Regions from separate parts of the Mus musculus genome. Here all the other regions are linked to region 6. A link is a contact called in public promoter capture Hi-C data. All regions are on one chromosome and are shown on one strand. Each heading gives the region's core, a stretch centred on a gene start, on an enhancer-like site or on the middle of the called end of the contact. The rest is flanking DNA. Distances are from core to core; before and after follow the strand shown. Region 1 holds the start of Zfp708 (zinc finger protein 708). Region 2 holds the start of Zfp595 (zinc finger protein 595). Region 3 holds the start of Zfp457 (zinc finger protein 457). Region 4 holds the start of Zfp712 (zinc finger protein 712). Region 5 holds the start of Zfp953 (zinc finger protein 953). Region 6 holds the start of Ctsl (cathepsin L). Region 7 holds the start of Mterf3 (mitochondrial transcription termination factor 3).

Region 1 (3,038 bases), core at 26-2,525, 2.7 Mb after region 6:
TCACCTCTACATTGTAGGAAACGAGATTTAAGGTACAAGAAAATGTACTTTTCACACCTTAAACAGTGTAAAACGGCACATTCTTAGTTTCCTGCAGATTAGTGACATTAATTAGAAAATGTCCATATTTTAATGATTGTTAGATGATACATAGAAAGTATTGGTATTGATGTAGTTTAAAGCCCATGCTTCTCAGGTATAGATTTTAATGCTGTAAGTCAGTCTCCAGCACACAAATCAATTTGACTGAAGTGTGGCAAAAACAGTACAAATGTCAGGATGAGCAGCGGCTGTATACAAAGGGCAGGGTGAGCATTGGCTGTATACAATCACAGGACCCTGAGTGAGCCACAGCTCTTCAACTTCACTCTCAATCTTTCCACACAACACCAAATTTCTGACATCGCAGTCTCCGGTGCAATTGTATGTGGTAATAATCTCTAGTATTTTCCACTCTGCAGTGTTGTAGGATCAGTGATAGCTGGGACAAAGTTCAGAGTGCCCCCTCGATGAGATTTTTTTTTTTTTCCTCATACAGGTGTGTGAATGTGAGGGTTCTGTCACAGTGGGTAAAGGAGTGATTCCTATCCAAAGTGAGCCGCCCTGAAAACTAACAATTTATCACAAAGAAAACGGGACGAACATCCCATACACCAAACTCCCCCGCAGAACTCACTGTCCTGGAAACTATGAGCCACACGAACTCAAAATCAGAGTCCTGGGCCTCTCATTGAATACGGGAGGGCCCAGAAAAACCCACTTGCTCTAGATTTCCTGAGGGATCTGACAACAGCAATGTGAAAACTAGTTAACAGCAAGCTTCCCCAGCCAAGGTGGGGTATGAGCTCTCATCACAGCCTGCCTCTGGCACGGTCAGCCAAGCCACCCTGCTCTACCAACCCTAGACTTTCCAGTCTCCATTCTCGCAGTAGCAGGCCACCTCTCAGGTCCCTGAAACACATGATTGACTCTGTCAGCCGCTCTGTCCTAACAGAGCAATCACTCCTTGCACCGTGCGTGCGCCCCACCCCTGCACTCTGGCCAAGCCTAGGTCCGCACTGCAGGACCACGTGGGCTTCTCTCCGCCTCCCGCCCAGCCCTCCCCGGCTCCCTGCACCCCGGGCCCGCCCACCCGTATAGTTCATGAGGCCTGCAAGGCTAGGCTGCAGCCGGGACCAACCTCCATGTCGAGCGCGGAGCGCAAGCCACACTGTTCCAACTTTGAGAAAGCCGCAGAGTTTGGAGAAACACAAAAGCAAAATGAACCGGAAGCACAGAGGAGTAGAGTCCGGTCTAGCGGAGTCATGCTAAGAGAGACTACATTTCCCAGAAGTCTACGCGAAGGACTGCCCTGAACCAAAGTCAGGGAGAACTATTTATAGCCTGTCACTGGATTAGGCTGCTTTTTAAGTCTCAAATTTACAAAGGTCTTGTGGGAATATAAATCCAGCCTTTGACGGCAACTTGTATTAGGTTTACTTCTTACTCTGATCAAAGACGTTACCTAAAAAGCTCTGGGGTTCCTAGAGTCTTTTGGCAGGAGGAAAACTCATTGACTCAATTATACTAGATTTAAAATAAAAACCATCAGCAGCTCCTGCCTCCGGGTTCCTGCCCTCTTTGAATTCCAGCCTTGGCTTCTTCCAATGGACAGCAATCCAGGTTATGTAAACCAAATAAACTCTTTTCTCCTGTGATTTCTATTCTTGGTACTTGACTACATCTAGAATTAGATGGAATCCAGAAGAAATACAAGGGACACCTTTGAGGGATTTTTGTTTGTTTGAAGTGGGTGGATCCACTTCTAGTCATGACTTGTGAGGTAGATGTTGTGGGTTGCCCTGGTGCTGTTTGTATTCTGATGTTAATTCAGCTTCCTCAAGAGGGGTTGCCCCTGAGAGGAGTGGATCACATACTCAGGTGATTTCCTGTGAACCTTCTCCCCATTCTAACTGGTCAAATAAAGACTAGAGCCTGTGATTGGGCAGTGGAAGGGAAAGGTGGGGCTAGAGGTTTTAGGAAGTGAGGGAAGAGTAGGGAGCGAGGGAGGAAGAAGACTGAGGAAGAGAAGATAAGAGGAAGATGGAGCAGAACCACAAGGCCCTGAGAGGCAGCAAATAATGTGGGATCTCACAGCTGGGGAATAGAGTAGTGTAGTGATAAATCTGCTCAGTCTAAGCGTGCAGCTTGTAAATAATGTAACTGAGTTGTGTGGTTTTTGCATAGACTTATTGGGGTATCAGGGTTGGGGAATTACTGCAACAGGTGGAAATACATGCCTTTAATTCCAATCCTGAGGTGGGAAGATAACAATTTTAATCTGGACCACACCTTCTGCTGGAAGTCTATATAACAGCAATTTTCTCTTTTTTCTCTTCCTTCCTTCCTTTTTTTTTTTTTTTTTTTTTTCTTTTCCGAGACTGGGTTTCTCTGTGTAGCCCTGGCTGTCCTGGAACTCATTTTGTAGACCAGGCTGGCTTCTAACTCAGAAATCTGCCTGCCTCTGCCTCCCGAGTGTTGGGATTAAAGTCATGTGCCACCGCGCCCTGCTATAAAGCAATTTTCAACATGCAAGTTATGACCCCTTGAGGGTCAAACAACCCTTTTCAGGGGTTGCTTAAGATCATCTGCATATCACATAGTTACATTACAATTCATAACAGCAAAATTAGTGATAAAATATCAAAAAATAATTTTATGGTTGGGGAGTCACAACATGAGGAACTGTATTAAGGGCTCACAGCATTAGGAAGATTGAGAACCACTGCTACATAGATACGGAAGATGGAAGCTTTTGCTCTTTGTCTGCTTGCTGTTACCTAGCAAGTCCGTTCCCTCATGGGCATTATAGCTACATCTTTGGGATTCCAGCATATACCGAGCACCAGCTTGTGGACTGAGCAAACTACTGGAGTCTTAGACTTTCTATGCTCTGCTCTGCCAGCCAACATCAGATTAGCTGGACAACAGTCTGTAAGTCATTTGAATAAATCCCCCCATACACACACACACATACATACATACATACATACATACAT
Region 2 (3,187 bases), core at 361-2,860, 3.0 Mb after region 6:
GACAAAGATGGAATCCTTTCCCACACAAGAAATGCAATCAGGTTTCTAACCCCAAACACTAGTCATTAACAGAAGGATACTAGTGAAAATTTGGATGTAACATTTCAAATACATTCGACGGAACTTCTTACAGCCCATTTGTAAGTTTTCATAATTAGAAGATGTCAATTGGATGGATTTCTATCAGGGCACTGGTGCTCAGAACTGAGACCAACCAGAAGTAATTACCACGTAGAAAAAGAAAAGCTATGTTCTAAGAATCTTTTTAAAACACATGGTCTCATGTAGCCTAGGCTCACTTTGAGTTGGCTATAAAGGAGACGATGATTTTGATTCTCTGGATTCCTGACTCCTCCCCAAAAAGCAGAAGTGACAGAAATGTGTCATAGAATTACACTTAAGTTCTCTTTTCTGTCATAGAGCTGTTTAATTAAAAATATATATGAACATAAGGTGCCTATAAATTGTATATGAGCACAATGCTGTACTCTCTCTACTTTGTAAGGAACATGTTTTGATGTACAAGGCAGCATTGCGATTCCGACTTCATATACTGTTATTTTTTTTTTCTACAGATTAGCAAAGTTAACGAGGAAATGTCTGTTATCCTAGGTATGGTTAGAAACTCATTGAAAATCCCAGTAGATAGGACAAGGTGGTCTGAAGCCCATGATTTCTGGGAGTAGACTTGAATGCCACGAGCCAGGCTCTGGCTCACTAACCCTTGGTTTGACTGAAAAGTGACAATATAAGCAAGATCACCTGAGATAGGGGGGAGGGCTGTGGTGGAGAAACCCTGAAAAAAACAAACACACACACACACACACACACACATCAACTCATCTTTTATATTTGAAAAGGAGTCCAAATTTTGGACAGAACACTTATTAAGAGGATTATTGTCTAACGATTTTTAAGCAGAAGGGCAAATTCCATATTTGGGCAAACACTGGTTCATACCAGTTACAAAATTACTCTGTGTCTATGTAGCCATGTATTGTGATGATTCAGGTATAGGATTGTACCTTCAGAATTCTTTTCAACTCGAGGCATCCATAAATCCAACAATTCATTGCAAAGGAAAAGAAACTAACATTCCATAAAACAATCACCCTCACAGGTCTCTCTGTCCCTGGACATCAAGAACTTTAGGAAGATTTGTGAGATCAAACTGGAGTAGTGGACGGGATATAAAGTTTAGTAGGCACTAGACGTCCACGTGTTCTGTATGTCCCGAGAATCTGACTACAGCTATGTAGGCACAGGCAGAGCACGTTTCCCCAGTAAAGATGAGTGCGCTCCCTTCAGCATCTCAGGCAGAGGCAGTCAGCAGACCCAGCCTGCCCTTGCCATCCTGTTGTTTCCAACCTTCTCCCCTTCAAACCTGTGCCCAGGGGCAGTGGCCCAGCCTAGGTCAGCACAGCATCTCCAGGTCAGCTCAAATCATCTTCAGCGCCCGACCAGCCACCCTGCACAGTCCCTCAGATCTGCAAGATGGCGCTGTTCCCTGCACCAACCTCCATGTCAGAGATCCAAACGCAGTGCTCAACAGGACAGACGCCTAACTTTGGGGAGAAGCTTAAGTTTGAAAATCAAATGCGGAAGTTTGATAAGAACAGCCAGCCTTTTGGTGACGTCAACGTGGTAGGGACTACATTTCCCACAAGTCAGTGCGAAGAACTTCCAGGAACCCACAGAACTAGTTTGTTGTCCGCCAGAATTCCTGCCACCCGTGAGTAGGTTAAGTTAGGAATAAACAAGGATCTGCAGATGGGCAGACACGGGCATTTGGACTCTTAAAGTCCGGTGGTCGCAGCACCCTATGTTAGCCTGTGCATCGAACCTTTTACAGTGATGTTTACCACGTTTCCTAGTTATTTCTGCTAGGACGCTGTGGTTTTAAAGGAATTTAAAGTATTTTACTACCATATGGAAAATTCATCAGTTACTTAAAAATATGGAAGCTAATTTAGGACTGAGCATTATCTCTTGAAGATGCTCTTGAAACCATCCTTGGTGACCCTGATTGTCTTGCAGCATCTCAGGTGGTTAAGAGAAACAAATTAAAATTCAAAGCTAATTACCACCAGGTGGTTTCTGAGCACTGCTTTCCTCCCCTGCATCTCTCCCAAGGGGAAGGGGGCAGGCAGACAGAGCTCTTGGGATCACAGAGGTATATGTACAGAGAGACAGGAAAATTAATAAGGAACATCAAAACCTAACACAGGAAATTCTATAGTGCACAGTGGACCAAGGCTAGGCCACTATCCCTGGGCACAGGTTTGAAGGGGAAAAGGTTGGAAACAACAGGATGGCAAGCGTCCTTGGTCCATTGTGCACTATAGGATTTCCTTTGTTAGGTTTGATGTTCCTTATTAATTTTCCTGTGTCTCTGATGATCCTGTCATCATTCATATTTCACCATATTTGAACATCAGTGGTATCTGCCTTGAACTTCCCACATTTCTCTGAAGCAGAACATCAAGATAACTCCTTCTTGAATACAAAGGTATCAGAAATGTGTTCATATAACTGTCAAATGATATCACTGTATTAAAGAAGTTACACTGGAAACATGGAGTATTGAGAATTCCCATCTCTTCTTTGGAAGGCTTATTCTTGTGCAGTTCATGCTTGAGTCAAAGTTACAAACCCCATTGCTAGCTCCCTGGGAGCAGTAGTATGCTAGCAGCCTTCAGATGAACATGTAGAACTCTCAGCTCCTCCTGTACCATGCGTGCCTGGATGCTGCCATGTTCCCTCCTTATTATTGGACTGAACCTCTGAACCTGTAAGCCAGCCCCAATTAAATGTTGTCTTTTATAAGACTTGCCTTGGTTGTGGTGTCTGTTCACAGCTCTAAAACCCTAAGACAACTAGGCTATGTACTATTTACTGAACTAAGACAGGAGTTGGTACCAGGAGTGGGGTATTGTTGTGATAGGCATGACCACGCATTTGTCTGGAAGAATGTGGATTTGGGGACTTTGGATTGGGAAGCAGTAGAATGCTTCAAATGGGGCTGAAGGGGCTATCCTAGAAAGAATATGAAAGACTTTGTTGCTGATAGTGATGTGGCCTACAGACAGTTTTTGTGGTATTTTGGTGAAGAATGTGGCTGCTTTTTGTCCTTGTCTGATGAGTCTACCTGAGTCTAAGGTAAAGAGATTTATATTAATTGTATTGA
Region 3 (2,958 bases), core at 225-2,724, 2.9 Mb after region 6:
AACATAAGTTTCTATGAATCCAAAAGCTAAAATCTCAGCAGATGGTATCTTAGGTGAATAGAATATCTCCCATATATCGTAGTACATGCTTCTATCGACTCACACCAAAGTATTTTAAATTTTCCTTGGTTAATGACATTCTTTGTTCTGTAAAACCATGAAACTGATTCCATGTTGGAGCATAGAATTTGGATTAAAGTAAATCTGTGTTCTCAGATCAAGGCTATTCAAATGGCTCTGGACTAAACTATTCTCTTAACCCTTCAGGAGGAGAACTATGCATAGACAGGAACCTATGTGAAAAATCATTAGACCCCAAATGTATAACAGCTTTCCAAATTTATATTCCAGCTGTTCCAAAGCAGTTGAAAAACTTGGGGAATTCTTCCTAAAACTATTAAAGGTGCCTCAGTAAACCTGAATGTCACATTGAGGGACAGAAAATTTAATATTTAAGACAGTTAAATTTAGGACAGTTCAGACGCTGCTGACAATGTGAAGAGACAGAAGAAAATCATGTGATAAGAAAACATAGTACAATGTACAGAGCCTGGCAGATTAGAGAGCAATGTACAGAGCCTGGCAGATTAGAGAACAATTTACAGAGCCTGGCAGATGAGCAGAGCCATTTTCCTCTTCCCTTTCAGACTTTCCAGCCCCACCCAGCAATCTCTCATCACACCAAGTCGTCTCTCATCTGAAAAGAAGTCCAAATTTGGACAGAACACATACTCAGAACCGTTGAGGTACTGCTGTCTAGCGATTTTAATTTGATGTGCAAAATCCATAATTATCTGGATTGGGCAAACATAGGTTCATACCAATTACAAGATTATTCTGTGGCTACATAGCCATGTATTGTGATGATTCAAGTCACAGAGATGTCTATTGGAAATTCCCACTCTAACCAAGGCATCCATAAATCTAACAATTCATTCCAAAGGAAAAGTAACTAACAACCCACACAACAATCACCGTCACAGGACTCTCTGTCCCTAGACACTAGGACCTTTGGGAAGCTGTGTGAGCTCAAACCAGGAGTAATCTCTAGGACATAAAGTATATGGGGCGCTAGATGTCCACGTGTTCTGTATGTCCTAAGAATCTGACAACCACCACAGGAGAACCCGTCAGCTAGGCAGAGCACGTTTCCCCAGCAAAGATGCGTGAGCTCCCGTCAGCATCTCAGGCACAGGCAGTGAGCAGACCCTGCCTGCCCTTGCCATCCTGCTGTTTCCAACCTTCTCCTCTTCAAACCTGTGCCCAGGGACAGTGGCCCAGCCTAGGTCAGCACAGCACCTCAAGGTCAGCAGCTTCCTGTCTCACAAGCCCAAGTTGGCACTCTCTGTGCCCTATCCGCCACCCTGCACAGTCCTTCAGATCTGCAAGATGGTGCTGTTCCCTGCACCAACCTCCATGGCAGAAATCCAAATGCAGCGCTCAACAGGACAGCTGCACAAATTTGAGAAGAAGCGAAGTTTGAAGAAAGAATACGGAATTTTGTTGCTGACAGCTCTTTCTGATGACGTCACAGGCGATGGGACTACATTTCCCACAAGTCAGTTGGAAGGACTTCCGGGAACCCACTGAAGAGCTTTTGTACACTGCCTGGATTACAGTCCACTGAGAGCAGCTGCACATGGGCATGCACATGGAATTTGGGCTCTTTTAAAATCCTTGGTCATGGCACGAAATGTTTGCCTGTAAGATGAGCCTTTCACAGTAATCACGTTCATCACGTTTCCATGTTATCTCTGCTACAACTCTGATCTATGTATAGAATCATTCACGAATGAAAAATTCATGCTTTCATGATCTGCTTTATTTAAGAATGTGGAAGCAGGAAGTTAATGTAGGAGTGAGCATTATCTCTTTACGATTCTATTGAAACCATCTTAGTCGCTTAAGATAGAAGAATTGGAGATCAAATCTAGTCACCAGCAGATGTTTTCTTAGTACAGGCTTTCCTGTCTCCCAAGGGGAGGGGCAGAGTTCCTGGGATCACAATGGTGTGTGTACTGACTGTCGAGCCATTGTGCACTTACAGGATTTCCCTTTGCCTTAGGTTTGATGTTTCTTATTGATTTTCCTGTCTCTGCACTGATCCTGTCATCGGTCATATTTGAAAATATTTGAACATTAGTGTTATCTGTCTTGAACTTCCCTCCCTTCTAAATAGAACACTTGAGTGTTTTCTCCTTGAATACAAAGGTATCAGATATATGTTCATATTACTGTCAAATAAGTCACTGTAATAAAGAAGTTACACTGGAAACATGCAGGATTGAGAATCCCTACCTTTTCATGGGAAGGTTTATTCCTGTGTAGTTCATACTTGAGTCAAAGTTACAAACTCCATTACAGAAAAGGCTTCATACTTCCCGGAATCCTAATGATCCAAAAGGAACCCGTTTCAGCGCAAAGACTGTGCAGAGTCCCTATTCTTTTTCAGGAGTATGTTTATCCAGAGATGCAGATCATTTGCTCACTCAGAGAAACTAGAGGCAAGGAGCAGTACGTGTGTGTACCTGTGCTTGATTGGCAAGCATCATGACTGGTCTGTCCTCCTCCTGAATGCTGCAGTGAAGGGCATTGTCAGAAGCCACAAAAGTTATTATTTCTCAGCATAGCTAGTTTTCCAATATGTGTTATGTGTTGAGGTCTGGTCTGTTGCTATGTATGTAATGCTAAATTCTATACCCGAAGATCTAAGCCTACCACAGACTTCTCACATTTACAAGGTTCTGTTGTGCAAACCTTGTTCCTTGATTTAATACTATTAGTTAAATCAAATTGGCTACAGCCAATTACTGGAGAAATTACAGGTAGGTGGGTTTTGAGTTACCTGGTAGAGGGTCGAGAAGAGAGAGAGAAGGAAGAGAGACCAGGAAAAGGAGGAAGAATGGGGAAAGAGGACAAAGATGCCATGTCTCAAAGATGAGACATGGCCATGAGAAA
Region 4 (3,142 bases), core at 214-2,713, 2.7 Mb after region 6:
ATGGCCAAAATGTAAGAAATGTCTTCATGCTACATAGTTTGTTTTGATCTTAACATTCTACTTTTATGCCTTCATCCCTATAATATGTCTTTCTTCTTAATATAAATTCTCTGGTTATGAGGCAACTTAAGAAATCCAACAGTTAATAAACAAACAACACTCAAACTCACTATAAATGGAACATGGCATGGTGTCTTGATCAATATTTAGCAAAGCATCCTTCACTGATATTTATAAATTAAAATAAATATATGAGCATCTCCAAATTTCTTTTCTACATCTCATATGTTGTTTATATACCCAGTGAAATTCTGCCATTTCCTAAGCAAATTAGTAATTAGATCCTGTCTTAACCAATAAGTTATGGCTTAATAGTCATCTGAAAGAATAGAGAAGGTTTAAGGGGCAAGTCACAAAGGAAAGAACAAAGTGACAGATGGCCATCTTCCTAGGGCACAGAGGAGTAAAGAGGAGGAGAAGTCAGGAGGAACGGAAGTTAACGTCACTATCAGCTACACAGAACACTTCAGGGCAGCCTGGACTACACAAGAAACTGACTCAAAATCCCAATACAAACACAAAAGGATGGCAATAGGAAGGGGGAAAAGGTAGCTATGGTTACCAGCATAACACACAAATAACGTCAGTCAAAACTTCAACAGGGAAAGGGGAGGGGTTCACAAGGCCCCACCCTTAGCTAAGGATCGGTTGGAATTCATGACCACTGAAAAAGAGATTCGTTTTGTTTGTTTGTTTGTTTGTTTATTTTGCTTGGAGGTGTGGCCAGTGAGCGTCCACGTTCTAGGGGATGTCCTGTGCGCCCTCCCTTCCCCGCCCCATACACACAGGTATGCACACTAGAGCAATACTAAGTGGACTCAGTGGGTTATAAAACAAAAACAAAACCACCAGGACAGGAAATTGGGAGTGGAGCATTTTGGGAGATACCTGGTACTGTTGAAGTAGGGGACAGTAGGGGTGGATTTGATCGGACTGCATTGTATATACATCTATTAAATTCCGGATAACAGAAGCCATCGAGACAGTGTCAGCTAAGGGCATGCTTCCACACCTCAGGCACAAGCTGACAGCAGATGCACCCTGCCAGGCACCCTTCTCCATTCCTAGGCTACCGAGCCAGCTCTCCTGCCCCAGAAGTGCAGGACAGAACAGGGCAACGGCACCTTAAAAGAGAGGCCACTCCCAGCTCCATCCCTCCTCCAGCGTTAACCAGCACCGGAATGGACAAGCCTAGGTCACCACAGTACCTCCCATTCAACTTCTTCCCGCCTCCCTCCAAGGCGGACCCGCCCACCCCGCAACGTCCCTCTGGCTGCGCTACATCCTGGGACCAACCTCCATGCCAGAGATGCTACCAGAGCGCGCACAGGACCCGACACTGGCCCAACTTTGGAGAAGACCGCCAGAGAGGGAGACACACACAGGCGCAGAAGAAACACGGAAGCGCCCTTCCCAGAGTCCCTGTTTGTGACGTCGCCGCGGACGAGACTACATTTCCCACAATTCTCTGCGAGCGAGTTTCACAAAGCCGTGGTAGGTGATTTGAAACGTTCCCAAGTTACTGTCAGGCTGTTTGCCAAAGAGAATGGGTAGAAACAAGCCACTTCTGAAGGTGGATAGCCACGGGGAGTCAGGGTACCGCGTTTAAATTTTCAAAATGAGTATGGGTTGAACCTTTGACAGCATTGTTTATTATGTGTACTGGATACTTTGGGTCCATATATTGTGATTTTAAAACTCAACCTGCTTCCTACAAAATGTTTCGTTTTTGTTTTTGTTTTGCTTTGCTTTGGTTTGGTTTGTTTTTCCAGACAGGGTTTCTCTGTATAGCTCTGGCTGTCCTGGAACTCACTCTACAAACCAGGCTGGCCTCTAACTCAGAAATCCTCCTGCCTCTGCCTCCCAAGTGCTGGGATTAAAGGTGTGCGCCACCACTGCCCAGCTGTGTTTGTTTGTTTGTTTTTGTTTTGTTTTTAAAAAAGATTTATTATTATATGTAAGTACACTGTAGCTGTCCTCAAACACACCAGAAGAGGGAGTCAGGTCTCATTATGGATGGTTGTAAGCCACCATGTGGTTGCTGGTATTTGAACTCAGGACCCTCGGAAGAGCAGCTAGTGCTCTTAACCTCTGAGCTATCTCACCCACCCCAAAATGTTTCACATCACAAGGCAAACATGGATTAAAAAAATGAGCTAATATTTTGAGAAGACAATTCTTAAAATGAGAAATGAAAACAGACAATGAACATGTGAAAAAGTGTTGGTCCAAATAACTGGAACTTCAAACTAAAGATGATTGTATAGAAGCAAGTGTGGTTTTACATGTTGAAAATCCCAGATGTTGGTTACTGGAGATAGGAATAGGAGTCCGAGGTCACCTATAGACATATAGAAAGTTTGAAACATGTTTGGTATACATGACTCCCCACTCAAAAACAAAACAGATTCAGAAAATGAGATCACAGAATGTATATGCTTTGAGTAAACTTGCATACTAAAGTGTTACATGTACCTTTTGCTACCCCACCTAAGCTCTGGGAACAGGCAGTGCTATCAGCCCCTCACCTAGAGAATACTGGATCTTTGGATAAAAAACACAGACACACAAAGCAGTTAATCTTAAAATGTCTTTGCTAACTCAATGACAGGGCATTGCTAAATCTCAAACTCAAACTGTTCTAGAATTCAATTGTGGGGCAATGGGCTATGCACAGAGACAGCCTGGTCTCCAGTCGAACTTAGTTAGGTCTTGAACCCCGGTGGGACCCGGTGGGTGGTAATTTTCACCTACATGGGACAGAAGGCATTCGATCATGTCTCCTGGACCCCTAGCTCCTGTCGAAGTTACCGCCCCCAACAGTCCCCAAAGGAGAGGCTTGTGGCTATCAGTGACATAGACAATGTCCCAAGCTGCTGGCATTCTGGCTAGACTCCGCCCCACAGTTACCTAGCAACAGAAAGATAGCCAGCCCACTATAAGAGGGGCTGCTTGGCTCCACCTCACTCTCTTAAGCTTTCACCTTTCTTACTCCCTAGCTCTCTTTCTCTCTTTCCCTTCCTGCTCTCTCCACATAGCCATGGCCAGACTCTCTCTCTCTTTCTACCTTCTCTCCTTTCTC
Region 5 (2,887 bases), core at 57-2,556, 3.0 Mb after region 6:
CTCATCAGATGGTATCTTAGGTAAATAGAATATCTCCGATGACTCTATGAGACACACACCAATGTATTTTAAATTTTCCTTGGTTAATGACATTCTCTGTTCTGTAAAACCATGAAACTGCCTTGTGTTGAAGCACAGAATTTGGATTAACCTAAGTCTGTATTCTCAGATAATGGCCACTCAAAAGGCTGACTAAACTGTCTCTTAACCCTTTAAGAGGAGAACTGCATTTTGCATGGACAGGAACCTATGTGAAAATTATAAGACCCCAAGTGTGCCAGAGCTTTCTGAATTTTTCTTACAACCACAGGAAAACATGAGGAAATCATTCTAGAAATGTCCAGTGAGCAGCAGTAAAGCTGGGTGCCAGATACAGGGACAGAGTGCATTTAAGAGAATTTAGATATTTCTGATAATGTGAACAGACAGAAGAAAATCATGTGACCAGAGGAGGGCCATCTCCTTTCTCTTTCAGAGACATTCCAGTCCCTTCCAGAGATCATGAGTTCCATTTCTCTCATCTCACCAAGTCATCTCTCATATCTGAGAAGGAGTCCAAATTTTGGACAGAACACATACTAAGAATTGTTGAGTATTATTGTCTAGTGTTTTTTTTTTTTAGCAGAAGGGCAAAATTCATAATTATTTGGATTGTGCAAACACTGGTTCATATCAATTACAGGACTACTCTGTGGCTATACAGCCATGTATTGTGGTGATTCAGGTACAGGATTATACATCCTGAGTTCTTATTCAACCCGAGGCATCCATAAATCTAACACTTTATTCCAAAGGAAAAGGAACTAACATTCCACACAACAATCACCCTCACGGGACTCTTTGTCCCTGGCACTAGGAACTTTAGGAAGATTTGTGAAGTCAAACTCCAGTACTAGATAGAACACAGAGTATAGGAGGCGCTAGATGTCCAAGTGTTCTAAATCTCCTGAGAATCTGACTACAGCCACGTGAGAACGGGTCAGCTAGGCAGAGCATATTTCCCCAGTAAAGATGAGTGCGCTCCTTTCAGCATCTCAGAAATAAGCAGTCAGCAGACCCAGCCTGCCCTTGCCATCCTGTTGTTTCCAACTTTCTTCCCTAGCCTAGGTCAGCACAACATCTCCAGGTCAGCAGCTTGCCCTGTCTCATAACAAGCCCAGATAAGCTCCTTCCGTGCCCGATACGCCACCCTGCACAGTCCCTCAGATCTGCAAGGTTGCGGTGTTCCCTGCACCAACCTCCATGTCAGAGATCCAAACGAAGGTTTCAACAGGACAGACGCCTAACTCTGGGGAGAAGTTAAGTTTGAAAATCAAATGCGGAAGTTTGATAGCAACGGCCAGCCTTCTGATGACGTCACAGGCATCCGGACTACATTTCCCACAAATCAGTGCGAAGAACTTCCATGAACCCACAGAACTGGGTTGTTCACCTGCTGGTATCCTGACTGTGATTCCTTGAAGTTGGGAAGAAACAGTCTTCTGCACTTGGGCAGTCACAGGGCATTTGGATTCATTTAAAGTTCTGTGGTCCCAGCACGCAATGTTAGCCTGTGAGTCGACCCTTTCACAGTGATGTTTATCAGGTTTCTTAGTTATTTCTGCTAGAACACCGTGATTTTAAACTATCTTACTACCACATGGAAAACTCGCACTTTCATGACTTGCTTTACTTAAAAATATGGAAGCAAGAGCTAATTTAAGGTGCTCTTGAAACCATCCTTGGTGACCCTGCCTGCTACGCAGCATATCAGGTGCTTAAGACAAAAGACTTAGAATTCAAAGCCAGCAACCATCAGGTATTTTCTGAGCACTTGCTTTCCTCTGCATCTCTCCCAAGAGGAGGAGCAGAGCTCCTGGGATCGCAGTGGTGTATGTCCTAACTCTTGGTCCATTTTGTATTATAGGATTTCTGCCTGTGTTAGGTTTGATGTTCCGTATTGAATTCTCCGTCTCTCATGTGAGCCTGTCATCGTTCATATTTGGCAATATTTGAACATCAGTGGTATCCGCCTTGAACTTCCGTTATTTCTCCGAAGCAGAACACCGAGATAATTCCTTCTTGAATACAAAGGTATCAGAAATATGTTCATAGCATTGCCAAATGAGGTCGGTATATTAAAGAAGTTACACTGGAAACATACAATATTGAGAATTCCCATCTCTTCTTGGGAAGGTTTATTCCTGTGAAGTTCAAGCTTGAGTCAAAGTTACAAACCCCATTGCAGAAAAGGCTTCATACTTCCCTGATATATTATGATTCAAAAGGAAGCTGTTTCAGAGCAAAGACTGTGCAGAGTCCCTATTGAGTTCTTTGTCAGGGAGTGTGTTTACCTATGGATGCAGAACACCTTCCTCGATTTAGAGAAACTAGAGTCAAGAAGCAGTACATTCACCTGGACACTTGATTGGCATGTCTGTTTAGAATGAGGTCATGAGTGGTCTGTCCTCCTCCTGAATATTGCAGTGGAAGGCATTGTCAGCAACCACAAGGACAGAATTTCTGAGCATAGCAAGTTTTCTAATATGTGTATGTGTTGAGGTTCGGTGTGTTGCTATGTTTTGTTATGCTAAATTCTCTACTCAAAGGTCTAGACTCTCTACTGACTTCTCACATTTACAAGGTTCTGTTGTGTAAACCTTGTTCCTTGATTTAAAACTACTGGATAAATCAAATTGGCTACAGCCAATTACTGGAGGGATTTGAGGCAGGTGAGTTTTGAGTTAGCTGGTAGGAGGTGGAGAAGAGAGAGAAGGAAGAGACACCAGGACAAGGAGGAGGAATGGGAAAAAAAGGACGAAGCTGCCCTGGAGCAGACGGACCATGAGCATGTGGCCAGGAGAAACTGCAACTTCCACTGGGAAGGCAGCCAGGACAGCAGTTAGAA
Region 6 (3,160 bases), core at 57-2,556:
TAAGGACAGTTTCTCATGTAGTTTAGGCTTTAAACTTTTTCAATGACCCATCTCTCAAGTTTAGGGATCCATGAGCCACCAGCCCAGCAGTAAACCGTTCTGAGTTGAAGCATCCTTGCACGTGTTAACAAATGTGATTATGAGTGGAGAAAAACAAGTCAGGAATTAATCTTTGGAGGTTCCTAGACTCTAGCTACTGAAACAAAAACAGCCTAGTAGTCATTGGAACAGGGGTAAACCCTTTTCTCTTGCTTTTTTTTTTTTAAGGATTTATTATTATACATAAGTACACTGTAGCTGACTTTAGACGCACAGAAGAGGGTGTCAGATCTCATTATGGGTGGTTGTGAGCCACCATGTGGTTGCTGAGATTTGCACTCAGGACCTTTGAAAGAGCGGTCAGTGCTCTTACCCGCTGAACCATCTCGACAGCCCCCCCCCCACTTTCTCTTATTATAGCGCCACGGTAGTCTTAAGTCTTCCGATATTGTATGCGTCAGAATCTTAAGAGGACAACTGGGTCCAGGTCATTTATTGACAAGTATTAGTGACCCCAAGTGGGCATACAGGAGTACCCAGAGGGTGGGTTGCCACCACACACTTTAACGCACAGCTGCACATCAGGCGAACTGAAGCCTCAAGGCGATGCCTCCTTATGCGATCTCAGTTCGGGTTAGGGGCCAAGCTGGGCCCGTCCGGGGGAGAGGGGGATGGGCGTCCGCTCCGCGCTCGCGGCCACCGCCCGCGAATGTTATGGCGGCACAAGGAGCCCTGGGTCCCGTGACCAGCTTGAGGGGGTCCCGCTGTCCCTACGGGTCCCGGCAGCCCGGAGTCACATGACCTGATGAAGACCCCGCTCGACAACAAGGGCCTATCACTTCGGGGAGGCCGAGGACACATCCTCGAGATCCTGGCCCATCCGGGGGTCTCCAGTCCGGGTTGCAGATGCTATGGTTCCCACATTCTAGATTCCCCTACCTGCCCTTGCTCGGGAAGCCTTTAAACCCGCGGGGGTCACTCACCTGAGGCGGCTAGCTGCGCACAAGAAGTCTGCAAACTCGGATCCCCGGAGGTCGCCGAGGTCCGAGAATCTGGAGGAACAGCGCCGGGCTCAGGCTTTAAAGCCTCTCAGGCTACAGCCCCGACAGGGCCCGCCCCCGCCCCGTCATTGGCTATGCCTGCCTCGGGGCGGAGCCTGCGGGAGTCCGGGCGCGTGACGCCGCCGGGTCGTAACCTGTCCTGTGGTGCAAGCCTTGGGGCGAGGCTGATCCACTTTGGAGGGTCCACGCCAGCGTGGTGCCTTGGTTCTGTAAGAAAAGCGTAGGAAAAAAAAGGCCTGCTGTGGAATTTCCACCTCAGCCATACCTTTCCTTTTGTATGAAAGTTGTAGATTAAAATGTGCAGGGTGGAGAGTTGCATAACCCGTGGTTTCTGTTTAACCCACAACAATGCTGATGTAAGTGGAAGAAGACAGAGCGGAGGACAGAGTCACCTCTCCAGGGTCTGGCTGGACGGGTGTCCATAGAATTTAGATCAGCACGTGGCTTCTAACGCCGCACTTCCTGCCTTACCTATACATGGATTGTTCCTTAGGAGCATTTCTCTCAAGTCTGGTAGAAATTCTTTTCGTGGCAGGCGGGGACGCGGCGGTGGGGGTGGGGTTGTAGGATGGTGGCTAGAAAAGAAAAGAAAAAAAGCGGTTGAGAACGATGGAGACTGTTTTCCTACTTTACATTATGAATTGTTTTTCTTACTTTCAATTTTTTTCTTTCTTTTTCCTTTTTTTTTTTTTTTTTGTCTTTTCGAGACGGGGTTTCTCTGTGTAGCCCTGGCTGTCCTGGAACTCACTCTGGAGACCAAGGCTGGCCTCGAACTCAGAACCGCCTGCCTCTGCCTCCCAAGTTTTGGGATTAAAGGCATGCGCCACTTCTGGAATTTGATAAATTCGCTGGAAAAGATATAAGTATGTGTTTGAGATAGGGGTTATAGGGTTTAATAATGTAGACCAGGCAATCACAGGCATCCTGGTTTTGCCTCTCAAGAGCCGGGATTAAAGCTATCTCCGAGCTATCCGCTTTAGTTTCCTCTTCCTCACTCAAGAAGAGTAATATTTAATAGAAGGCTGTAGTTGTGTAGCTTGAAGAAATTACTTGGATAGAGAAAAAATATATATACAGGTATAGGTAAGATTGAAAGAAAATAATTCGGTAAAGTGTAATTTTTTTTTAGCCATATAAGATTTTTTTTATTGGCTATTCTGTTTAGAAGCTTTATAATATTTGAGTTTGGTTAATTTCAGTATGTGATTTTTAAAAATTTGTATTGTCTTTTTTTTTGTTTTGTTTTTGTTGTTGTTTTTGTTTTTGAGACAGGGTTTCTCTGTGTAGCCCTGGCTGTCCTGGAACTCACTCTGTAGACCAGGCTGGCCTCGAACTCAGAAACCCGCCTGTCTCTGCCTTCCAAGTGCTGGGATTAAAGGCGTGCGCCACTACTGCCTGACTTGTAATGTCTTTTATAATAGTATTTAAAATATTTTCTGAGACAGGGTTTTCAGTGTAGCCTTGGCTGTCCTGGAATTTGCTCTATAGATGAGGCTGTCCTCAAAACTCACAGAGATCCGCCAGCCTCTGCCTCCCAAGTACTGGGATTAAAGGAGTGCGCCACTACCTCCTGGCCCTAAAAGAAGTATTTTTTTAAAAGTGATTTAAAAGATCACGTTCAGGGCTTGGTGAGATTGCTTAGTGTTAAAGAGTTGCCTGAACCCAAGCCTAAGTTCAATCTCAGAGATCTATATGGTGAAAGAAGAGAGCCAAAAGTTGTTCTCTGACTTTTGTATGTGCTGTTGGCACATGTACACCTCCCCGAAAATGAGGCTTTTGTTGTTGTGGTTGTTTTTTGAGACAGGATTTTTGATTTCCTGGCTGTCCTGGAACTCCCTTTGTAGACTGGGCTGTCCTGGAACTCAAATAAATCTGTTTCTGCCTCCCTAGTGCTGAGATTAAAGGTGTGCATCACCATACCTAGCTGCAACATGAGTTTTTAAAAAGTGTCTTAAGAGGCGTGGTGGTGCACGCCTTTAATCCCAGCACTTGGGAGGCAGAGGCAGGCGATTTTCTGAGTTCGAGGCCAGCCTGGTCTACAGAGTGAGTTACAGGACAGC
Region 7 (2,901 bases), core at 93-2,592, 2.6 Mb after region 6:
AGGGCAAATCTTTCCTTCTGAAGTGGTATAGGAAGGCGGTGTTGGCAATAACCTTGTGGAATAGGCAATTTTTGCTAAACTTTAGTTGGAAAGGGGCTTCCAAGCCTGCCAATTTTCCCCTCAAACTCCCTCTCATCTCCAAAATAGTTAAAGTAGGAACTAAGTTGTGCCACCTAGACAAGACCAAGCTTCGAGAGAAACTTCAGCACAGCCAGGCAGGTCCAATCTACAAGTGGGGGTCCTGACAGTCAAGACTGGATATGTCACTGTAGCCCACGATGATGGAGGTTCAGACACTATTCTCCACATGCTTTTACGTATGCTATTCTAGAAAAAAACACTGGTCCACTCTCAGCATCAAAGTACTTTTTATAATGTTGGGGATTACAATAAGGGCTCTAGGGTACTTACAAACCAGCTCCCAGAACCCCAATTTCATTCTAGAGTCTGTCCAGAATCAAATTCAATACCCTTTCCACATTTAGTAGACTCTGTTAAATTCTATTTGCATTCAAAGATCTGAGTGCTAAAGACTAATAATGTTCACCCTCCACTTTTACTTGCCAGTGCACTCCTTTTCACATAAATTTGCTGTCTCAGCAATGTCAATGATTGATAGTCTGTGCAGAAGGACAGCACAGTCCCGCCCCCTCTCGAGACCCACCTTCCCAGGGTCTTTTCAGCACCAAGCTAGAGGTTTGGAGGGTTCCAGTTTGTTGAGTGGAAGTGAGTCCAGGACAAATAAAGACACAAAGGACTCAGAAACGAGTAAAGATGTGCACTCGTGAATAACGCCTTACGGTATGTACATTAAGAGGGCAAAAGAAAAAAAAAAATCCTTAAAATCTCTCAAGTTCATTAGTAGGGTACGCCAGCTCTCAGCGGTTACCGGGCACTCTTGTTTTGTTGTTAGGAATAGGAACAAGAGCCGAAACAGGCTTTTCTAGGTTCAAAATCTTTACAACTAATCCCGAGCTCCGATGATGAAAGATGCACTTCGTAATAAAGGGCCTCTGGGCAGCGCAGCCGCAGTCCTTAGACTCTTTAACCAACCGGCTTTATCCGGGAAGGACTTCCGCAGGAAGCCGGGACATCCTCGGGGCCTTAGTCTGAAGCTGATGAACAAGCCCGGCGACGTTGCCACCACAAGGTTTAGGTACCGACCGATCGAGCCCGAACCTCCTCTCCGGGTCACCGATACCTACCAAGCCGCGAGGCTCCCGGACGCTGCTGGGTACAGGTAGGCCGGACAGTAATCCGGCCGGGCGGCGGTCTCGCGCTCCTGCTTCACAGCGACCGTGCAACCTACGCCGGGGATACGGTGCACCGTAGCTTCGCAAGCCGGCGATTCGCCACGCTAGGCCGGCACCGCCCCCCACGTGGGCTGCGCTGCGAATGGGCGAGACCATCTGCGGCGGCGCGGGAAGGGACGCCGCGGGGGACCGGGACAGAGCTGGCCTGGGGTTTGCAGGCCCTGGAGCTGGTCGCCGCGTTCCCAGGATCAGTCACTCCGCCGTAATGTGGGGAGGGTGAGAGCTCTACGATGTCGCCCTACTAGGCTGCTTCTTCAGGCTGCCTTCTCCCCCTGCTCCGGGACGCGGTGGTGGCGCCGCGACCCCGCCCTCGCGCGCGGGTCCTTCCCTGGGCTAGCACCCTTCTCAGGGTGCCAGACCCCGCCCCAGCGTCAGGCACCTTCGCTGCTGCGGTCCGTCGCTGCCGGGGTCCCAGCCTTCTAGGGCCGGGGCCTCCGGGGCCGCGGCAGGACGGGGAGAAGAACTATGGCGTCCTGCGTGGGGAGCAGGACTCTGAGCAAGGATGATGTGAACTACAGGATGCATTTCCGCATGATCAACGAGCAGCAAGTGGAGGACATCACCATAGACTTCTTCTACCGGCCGCACACCATCACCCTGCTCAGCTTCACCATCATCAGCCTCATGTACTTCGCCTTCACCAGGTAAGTCTGGCCTGGAGTCGCGCGGAGCGCCGGGGAGAGGAGGACAGAGACGACAGACCGAGAAGCAGTAGAGGGGAGGGTGGCCAGGTGTGGCTGGTGGTAAGGAAGTGAGTAGCTGTTCCACGCGTGCAAGCTCGGGGACACAAGGGCCACACAGCTCCTCTGCCTACCGCGTGGCTTACAGTCCTCTCCGCCTACTTTTCCACCTGCCACCCCTCATGTCCAAATCCCATCTTTCTCATTCACTACGTCGGACCACACCAGGAACTCATGCAGGTCACCTAGCTGGGTGATCCACACCCCTTGCTCTGTATCGTTCTCTGTCACTATCAGAAGGCTCTGATCTCTAACCACTCATCCGTGGTCTGTCTCCAGCAAATGGCATGAACCATTTCATGATTGAACCTCCTTCAACTCACACTACACACATAAAACACACACCATACACAGAAAAATCCTCTGGCATTCAGTATTACCAGGCACACACACAAATGTACATGTGAGGTGCACCACACTGTTTTTCCTTTTATATACATTTCCCAAAGTCATCTAATGTAACTCTTCTCCCAGTCTCAAACACCACCTCAATGCCACAGCATCAGCAGTCGCTGTTGACACACATCCCAGTGGATGCCTCCCATGAAGCACAAGCCAATACCCATCATTTCCAATGTACTGTACTCTATAGGCTACCGCTGACCACAAGGGGCACATCCTGCCCTCTCATGCATCTCTAAAATACTGGCTGAAAGGGGATAGTGGCAAGCAGTTGTGTATTATCTAGAGACTAGAGAATGCTAACCACACTAAACAAAACACATAAAATGCACACAACATAACATGGCTCTCTTATTCCCCTAAAAATATACACACATGTTCAGATCACTTCTAATAGCTGTGTATTTCGTACCTTACAAAGCTATTGTATCTGTGGCCCCTTGACC

The links. Promoter capture Hi-C pulls out the DNA fragments that hold promoters and counts their contacts.
Region 1: a contact with region 6 is called in a promoter capture Hi-C map of pre-B cells, with 2.6 times the contacts expected there. The contact joins the promoter of Zfp708 here to the promoter of Ctsl in region 6. A contact is called at or near these places in 3 of 39 promoter capture datasets (cranial neural crest, hippocampal neurons and pre-B cells).
Region 2: a contact with region 6 is called in a promoter capture Hi-C map of pre-B cells, with 5 times the contacts expected there. The contact joins the promoter of Zfp595 here to the promoter of Ctsl in region 6. A contact is called at or near these places in 4 of 39 promoter capture datasets (cranial neural crest, hippocampal neurons, liver and 1 more).
Region 3: a contact with region 6 is called in a promoter capture Hi-C map of pre-B cells, with 3 times the contacts expected there. The contact joins the promoter of Zfp457 here to the promoter of Ctsl in region 6. A contact is called at or near these places in 2 of 39 promoter capture datasets (cranial neural crest and pre-B cells).
Region 4: a promoter capture Hi-C map of pre-B cells shows a contact between it and region 6, with 4 times the contacts expected there. The contact joins the promoter of Zfp712 here to the promoter of Ctsl in region 6. A contact is called at or near these places in 4 of 39 promoter capture datasets (cranial neural crest, hippocampal neurons, liver and 1 more).
Region 5: a promoter capture Hi-C map of pre-B cells shows a contact between it and region 6, with 7 times the contacts expected there. The contact joins the promoter of Zfp953 here to the promoter of Ctsl in region 6. A contact is called at or near these places in 2 of 39 promoter capture datasets (cranial neural crest and pre-B cells).
Region 7: a contact with region 6 is called in a promoter capture Hi-C map of pre-B cells, with 2.5 times the contacts expected there. The contact joins the promoter of Mterf3 here to the promoter of Ctsl in region 6. A contact is called at or near these places in 6 of 39 promoter capture datasets (the 3T3-L1 cell line, cranial neural crest, liver and 3 more).

What each region holds. Positions count from the first base shown.
Region 1 is chr13:67,080,270-67,083,307 of GRCm38.p6, forward strand. Zfp708 (zinc finger protein 708) reads right to left here and starts at 1,276. Exons shown (of 4, transcript NM_001012448.2): 1 at 1,181-1,276. The coding sequence starts at 1,186.
Region 2 is chr13:67,330,950-67,334,136 of GRCm38.p6, forward strand. Zfp595 (zinc finger protein 595) reads right to left here and starts at 1,611. Exons shown (of 5, transcript NM_177622.3): 1 at 1,518-1,611. The coding sequence starts at 1,523.
Region 3 is chr13:67,304,938-67,307,895 of GRCm38.p6, forward strand. Zfp457 (zinc finger protein 457) reads right to left here and starts at 1,475. Exons shown (of 4, transcript NM_001003666.2): 1 at 1,413-1,475. The coding sequence starts at 1,418.
Region 4 is chr13:67,059,707-67,062,848 of GRCm38.p6, forward strand. Zfp712 (zinc finger protein 712) reads right to left here and starts at 1,464. Exons shown (of 4, transcript NM_001166218.1): 1 at 1,357-1,464. The coding sequence starts at 1,362.
Region 5 is chr13:67,359,266-67,362,152 of GRCm38.p6, forward strand. It overlaps Zfp953 (zinc finger protein 953), which reads right to left and starts at 1,307. Exons shown (of 4, transcript NM_001038651.3): 1 at 1,239-1,307. The coding sequence starts at 1,244. Gm17039 (predicted gene 17039) reads left to right here and starts at 1,400. Exons shown (of 2, transcript NR_167764.1): 1 at 1,400-1,798; 2 at 1,907-2,887.
Region 6 is chr13:64,369,214-64,372,373 of GRCm38.p6, forward strand. It overlaps Ctsl (cathepsin L), which reads right to left and starts at 1,307. Exons shown (of 8, transcript NM_009984.4): 1 at 1,023-1,307.
Region 7 is chr13:66,931,730-66,934,630 of GRCm38.p6, forward strand. Mterf3 (mitochondrial transcription termination factor 3) reads right to left here and starts at 1,343. Exons shown (of 8, transcript NM_025547.4): 1 at 1,206-1,343. It overlaps Ptdss1 (phosphatidylserine synthase 1), which reads left to right and starts at 1,101. Exons shown (of 13, transcript NM_008959.3): 1 at 1,101-1,957. The coding sequence starts at 1,779.